2 separate regions of the Zea mays genome follow, and region 1 is linked to region 2. A link is a contact called in public Hi-C data. All regions are on one chromosome and are shown on one strand. The core of a region is the stretch at or near the end of the contact, and the rest is flanking DNA. Distances in the headings are between cores, read along the strand shown.

What was found. A called contact is a pair of places that touch in the nucleus more often than the background predicts.
Region 1: a contact with region 2 is called in a Hi-C map of leaf, with 5 times the contacts expected there. The contact joins the promoter of LOC100191924 here to the promoter of LOC100275611 in region 2. A contact is called at or near these places in 4 of 25 Hi-C or Micro-C datasets (bundle sheath, ear, leaf and 1 more).

Annotation. Positions count from the first base shown.
Region 1 is chr3:67,635,125-67,638,663 of Zm-B73-REFERENCE-NAM-5.0, forward strand. LOC100191924 (CASP-like protein 4) reads right to left here and starts at 1,500. Exons shown (of 2, transcript NM_001137348.1): 1 at 1,069-1,500. The coding sequence starts at 1,400.
Region 2 is chr3:67,440,989-67,444,429 of Zm-B73-REFERENCE-NAM-5.0, forward strand. LOC100275611 reads right to left here and starts at 2,143. Exons shown (of 9, transcript NM_001320200.1): 1 at 1,833-2,143; 2 at 469-572; 3 at 32-167. The coding sequence starts at 2,096.

The DNA.
Region 1 (3,539 bases), core at 250-2,749, 190 kb after region 2:
CCAGATAATCTAGATAAACAAACAAGACTACTCAGATTATATAATCCAAATTATATAATCCAGATTATATAATCTTTCAAAAATAATCCAGATTATATAATCCATTGGGGTAAACAAACAGGCCCTAACCACCAAGTAACTATATCGGATCCGAGTACCCCCATACGACCTACGGAAACACCACCATCCAAACCTATACGCTGTCGCGCTTGCATAATATGTGCTGCCTCGTATCGTATCTGGAACGATACATCCCTAATAGCTATCCACCTCGACGAGTCCACGACTACAACAACTAGTACACTGTACGTACACTAGAGACATTAATTAATACGTGCCGCAAAACTACAAACGTAGAGCTAGACCGCTAGTACGTAGTAGACTGTTAGTGGGGCAGCATGTGTGACATGTGTATATGCGCGCGGGGCAGACAATTTATTTAGTGATTGAGAATTTGTAGCAACAGCAGTATTTAATTCCTTCCTGTGTGCATGGTGGTGCGTTTGGAAGTGTGGGGGTGGGGTGCTTTTTTTTTGAACCGTTGGCTTTTAATCGCCTTCTAATCAACTTGTTCAGCAAATCTCTCGTTGAGTTTTTTTTTTAAAAAGGAATCTATTTCGTGACTGAAATTTTATTTAAGAATCAAGTTTGACTGTAATAATAACGACGTTAGACAGGACATGCAAGTGCGCAAACGGATTAATTATTGACCCGCGCGCATTTTTCGAATCCTACTACAAGACATATTTATATTCGCACTACTAAATTTGTCCGGTGTGGCAAATAAATGTGTCACTGCCTATAGCTAGCTAGTAGTACATACGTACCCTGATGATGTTGCTTATCATGAACACACACACAAGAAAAAAAATACAGAGGTGAACGCAAATTTTAACTAGAAAAAGACCGAGGTGGAGAAGAAAAATGCGAGCGCGCACGTACGGGCAATTATTTGTGAAATCACCATATGCGGCGTAATCACATGGCCAGCTAGCTAGATAGCGCTACGAAGATAAGAAGGCGGTGGAGAGAAAGAGAGAGAGGGGGGCAGGAGTGAGACAGTCTTACACGAAGGCGGAGGAGTAGGACCAGTTGGCGGTGAGGGGCACCTCCAGCGGCGGCAGCGCGTCGGTGACGGTGATTCGGATGGTGCTCGTCTGCCGGTCCACGCCCATCACCACTGCGGAAACCAGCGTCGCCGCCAGCACAAACACGCGCAGCGCCACGCTGCACCCGTCTACCGGCGCTGCTGCTGCCGCCCTGCCGCCGCCCGCCACGGCCACTGCGCCGGCCGGGCCCATGTAGTAGCCGGCGCGGCGGCTGCTGCCGTTCACGGACGACCCCATGCCCACGCCGACGCCGTTGAACCCGGGCTTCACCCGCGGCGTCGGCGTCTCCATGGGAGCGGCGCGGCGCGGCGGGCGGTTCTTGGGTGAAGGGTAGACGGGCGGAGCGGGGCGTGTGTGGCCTGTGCGGCAGAGAGCGTGGGATGTATGTAATGTGTTGTGTTTGTGTACTACTGGATAGATGGAGTACTGGTTGAAATGGAAGGTGCCGTTGCCCACGGTTTGTCCTTGCACCGTACGTGGGCCGGTGTGGAATTCGCGGCACCATGGCCACGCTTAATTACCACTCACTACGCTAGCGACTTTAGATCATGATATGCTTCATGATACGGAGTACAAAACAAAACTGATCGATCTCTATCGATCCTTCCATGCATGACCAAATCAGGTAACTTAAAAGTCGTAGATTGGAGCAAGGATACCTTTTCTCTAGATGATTTTGTCGATTACTTTCTAAAACTCTTTATATAAGCTCTCGAGACAACAACAAAAAACGAGTAGTTCATGAACAAAAAAGTAGCGAGATTGTTGAACACAAAAAATGGCACTGCATACTGTCCGCCCCCAGTCAGCTGCTAGTGAAGGTCTCGTTAGTACTGCGTTTCGCTTTAACACTTTGATTACTGTTTAAGTTAATGACTATATGGATGTCTCTGACATCATGATGTAATAAGGTATTACTTATTTATGTTATTATTCGAGAACTATACGATGATGTTCAGTTATGTAATCGCTGTGTACGTGAATTTCTGATCCTGGCACATATATGGTTCGCATTCGGTTTACCTTCCAAAATCGAGTGTGACGGTAAGTTCTCCACAACTTGGGAAATGTATCTAAATGGCTATGGCTGCAATGTCAATTACGGCTTGGTTTTGGGTCATCCAATCAGTTCGCAAGATGATATCTACACCCTCTAATCCCAAAACTAAAATGGTGTTTTGAAAATTTTACTACCCAACATTATTGGCACGCGTCGTTTGACATGATTGGTTGCAACCTTGCCTCCTGGCGTTGCAATCATATAGCCCCCTAGTGTGGTAAAATGGCAATTGACATTTGACAATGATCTTTTGACTAATGAAACTATTTTATGCATGAGAATAAAAAAAAATAACCATGGGATGGTTCAGGATGTAGAAGATACCAATCATCACAGGAGCTCCTTCAGGTAGATAAGTGAGGGTAGTGAAGTTGAGCTTGTGTAACTCACCAAAATCCTATTTTTAGAATTTCAGAAAAATTCTCTAAAGATTTACAATTTAAAGAGTCTTTGTAATAAAAATATAAATTTAAGCTATTTTCCTAAAAGTTAAATTAATTTTAAATATAAAAATTTGGCTATTTGTTTGAATTATTTTCTTGAATAATTATTATGGTAAAACATCTTATATGAATTATTCCTAGTGAGTTATATGTATTGTTTGAAGCAATTGCTTAAATGGATAAATTAATGAATAAAAAAATTCATTGCATTCATGTTAAGTTTTTGTTTGTTGCAATTTATGTTGGAAATAGAAATTTTAACTTAGCTCTAAATTAGACTTGAATTTTAAATTTAAAGATGAAAACATAAATTAGAAACAGAAAAAGGTAGTGGTAGAGCGTAGAAGCCCTAACATAATCATAAAGGTGTTCTTGTGATAAGTTCCTTGATTATGTTGTAAAATTCATATAGTGCACAAGTTGTGACCTATCCAAACGATGGATTTCTGCCTCATGTGATCACAAGTCTTTATCTTTATATAAGCGCTATCACCCAAAAATAAGAATGGCTGGCTCTGTCGTGGTGTCGCCTATAATTAAAAATAAAATATGACCTAAAATAATGTATCGATGTATGTTTGGTTGTTTTGTCTTGTTTGTTTGTATGCGACATTCTTTAGGTAGAGTCGATAAAAATTAGGATATCATAAGAAGATGTTTAAGAAAACCATCCTTTCAACTCACATGTAACACCCAAAAATTTAATTTAAAATTTAAATAAAAATATATTCTAAGATTTATTTAAATTGGAGATCTAATATAATTAGAAATCCAGGAGTATAAATATAAATATGAGAGCAATATTATTGGAATAAAGAGACAGTTAGAGTTCTAAACAGATAGATAGGATTCTAATAGATAAGCAGAGTTGGATTATCATAGGACTAGGTTACCAGATTAGATCTGTCATGTAACCACCTACCTCCC
Region 2 (3,441 bases), core at 893-3,392:
GCAGTGAAGTTCAAACTTCAAAGTGACAAACCTCTTCTTGAAGTTCCTTGAATTCTGGTGATGCTCTGAATGGCGCCAAGTCTGGATCATTAAGTATGGTACCAAATTTGAGATTGTAGTCTCTCAAAGCTTCCCTTAAACATTCTGCAGCCTTTTTGCTTTCTTCTCTGGTCCAGACAGATGCAGAAATTAAATGAACAATAAAAAACCTCAAAAATGTTCTGATGGTGGAACAATGGATTCCAAATGACTCCACATAACATTTATGAAGACCTTGATTTCTGGCTCTTGTAGTTTTGTTAATGGTTTTAGTATTTATTTATAGTTTTTCACCTAGATACATTAATTTGAAACATTACTACACATGATCTCACTGACAAATAGATGAAACTTCTGATGAGTACCCCAAATAAGCATGGCGCATGCATAGTAAATCCAAGTCCAGTGATCTCAGGAATGTGTCCTCACCTATACGCATGGCAGCATGCCTTGTTATATAGCGCTGCCTGGGCCTCAATAGATGTTGGATTCAGCTCTAATGCATTCTCAAATTGTTCAAGAGCATCCTTCACCTAAACAAGTGCATATAAAATAACAGAATGCATGTAATGGTTATAGACATCCCTTCAATGAATGATAAAAAGTCTGTAAAGACTGCTCAAACATGCATCTAACAGTATAATTACGATACCACTGGCTTTTATGTTTCCCAGATTACTGATTCTTTCTTCACCAGTGTACTAATTACAGCTTTATGCTAGCAAAATACCAAGGCACTGATTGCCAATTGTTTTCAAGTTGGAGACTGTCATAATCTGCCAATACATATCTGTTGAGCACCGAAATTGGCTTGCGGACTGTCCGCGCAGTGGCGGCGCGGACGGTCCGCGCGTGCGCAGAATCAGTTACGGTTCCCCGTTTCTTGTGGGATTTGTTAGCGATCTTCATAGGATTAGCTTGGGAACTGACTTGTAACGGGTCAAGACCTCCCCCTTATATAGATGAAGAGGTACGGCCGATTGAACCCCCACAATCGATCCAATCAATTCTACTTATCATTTTTACCTTAGCATTAGGAATTAGGAGTAGCCCTAGTTTAGCCTTCTCTAACTCGAATCTTCACCTCTCGTCGGCTCTACGTCGATTAGAGACGTCTTGGGTGGCCTGCCGACTCCAAGGCACACCCTAAGATCTCTCCTCCCCGACAGGGTCCTTCCCGAGAGGAGAAATCTAGGTCTGCTGCGAAGAAAACGACCCTCTGCGCCATCGTGGATTGTCCGAGCCATAGGCACGGACCGTCCGGATGTACCCAGAGAAGGAGCCGCTCTTATGCTCAGGTCGTAGACCGTCTGGCACTGTTTCACGGACCGTCTACGCCTCCGCAGACAGCACCGCTAGGTGATTCATCTCCCAACAATATCCTAAGGCTAGTAGTGAAATCAAAACTACCAAGAATCACTTACTTTCTTGCTTAAAAACCAATCCCTTACATTGGTTCCGCCATTTCCTTAAAGGTACATGGTAAAACATTTGTTCGATGCAATAAAGCAGGCAGTCCTATTAAGCACTCAGCGTCGATAAACTTAACCTGTCCCAAACTCAATTAAGCTTGATATATAGACATTGGTAATCTATCCTGCATCTCCTGGTTAAATTCAAAAGCAATATGCTAAAACGGACAAGTCTTCGTGAGAGTTGCTTGTACACCCCAACTGAAACATCCTCACACAATTGATAGCCCTCTTCATGGTTGAAAATGTCTGAAGTTAATGCTAAGCGTCGCATACCGCTCGAAGATTGCATTACAGCGCCTCGGCGTGGGCTTCACTTACCCTGCCTTTGGAGAAGAGCTGGAGACCGAGATTGACGCAGGACTCAGCTGTTGGAACCACCTCAGCCGCCGCTGCCTCCTCCTGCGATGGCGGCGGAGACGGGGACGACGAGGCGTTGGAGCGGAGCACACAGCGGTGACAGCGGCTGATGGGGAGGGGGGAAATGAAGGCCAGTGTTTGGAGGGTGAGACTGGAAAGTGCCGCGCCGCCGCCGCCAGATAGCATGGGGAGCTGCGGCCGTGGAGCCGCCGCTACGGCCGCCATTGCCGTGGGAGAAGGAAAGTGTGAGGTTATCGTCTTTCTCGTTATCCTAAGGCTATCCGCAGCCGTTACCCCTAAATTTTTCTCCTTATATCACTTTTTCCTCCTATTTTCCCCCCTATTTTTTTATCTCCCGCAGCGGTTCCCCCTAAATACTCCCCCTATACCCTACTACCACTATAAAATATCATTTTCTATACCAACTATCAATTTTTTATCTACTAACAATTACTCGTGGACCTACAGCACAGTGTTTAGGGTGATGAACAGTGACACGCTAGATCTGGGGGGAGAGAGAAGGGGACCGACACGTAGGAGGCGCTGTAGGGGCACCGCTGCGGCCATAGGATACCCCCTACAGCCGACATGCAAGGGGAGGGGGAGCGGTAGGGTAGACCGCTGCGGTCAGTCTAACGGTATTTCTTCACTTCTTCGTTCTCGACCGCGACTGTTTGTCAAAAAAAAAAAAGACAACACGATATTTGTGCACGGGCACGGGTGGGAAAGAGAAGCATCCATGTGCAGATTAGGCTAATTTTAGTTGTAGTTTTACGGTAGTTTGATGCATATTTAATACTCCCTCATTCTTAAAATACTAGTCGGTTACCCGTGCGTTGCGACGGCTTACAACAATACCCACGTAAACTATCCATCAAAAAAATTAAAGATTTTTTATTGATTATCTCTGGTCTCTGTATAATATATTTTTTGATTTGGCTAACTGATGTTATTGTTTACTCCATGCAAATATGACTTGGTACAACACGGCTAAATGAAGTGAGCGATTAGAAGAGAGTTCACAACGATTGACTGAATGAACAGAGATTATAAAATGACATAATTTCATCATATAGAGACCAAATAAGAGAAAGTTTGTGAGATCAAGTTTCTAAAATAAGTCCCATGAAGTCAAACTTATAAAAAAGATAGATCAAAATATGGAGTGATTGCTAAAGTCAGACATAAATAAAAACTGGATGCGCTCCATATAAATTATTTAAAACCAACAAATAACCTTTCATTTTGCTGTTAGTGTGACAAATCATTGCTGCTCCATCCAATTCAGCAATCTCAAACACCATGTAGTCGATTGCGCCAATGTGGTCTCAGAAACGACTTAATGCTTGCAAGAGCCAAGAACGTCGTGCCGTGCTTGGGCTGTAGCCTCGACCCGTAGTGCTGGCCCGGCCCGACACGATTATTTTTTTATTTTACAAAAAAACGTATATACCTATATACAATTTATATTCAATATTAAAAACATCTTAGCGTGATGTTCTACTGGTTAGACACTTTCACTCAGTGTCTCCCGCCCTTCTTCCATCAAAGCATGGGTTCGAACCCCACC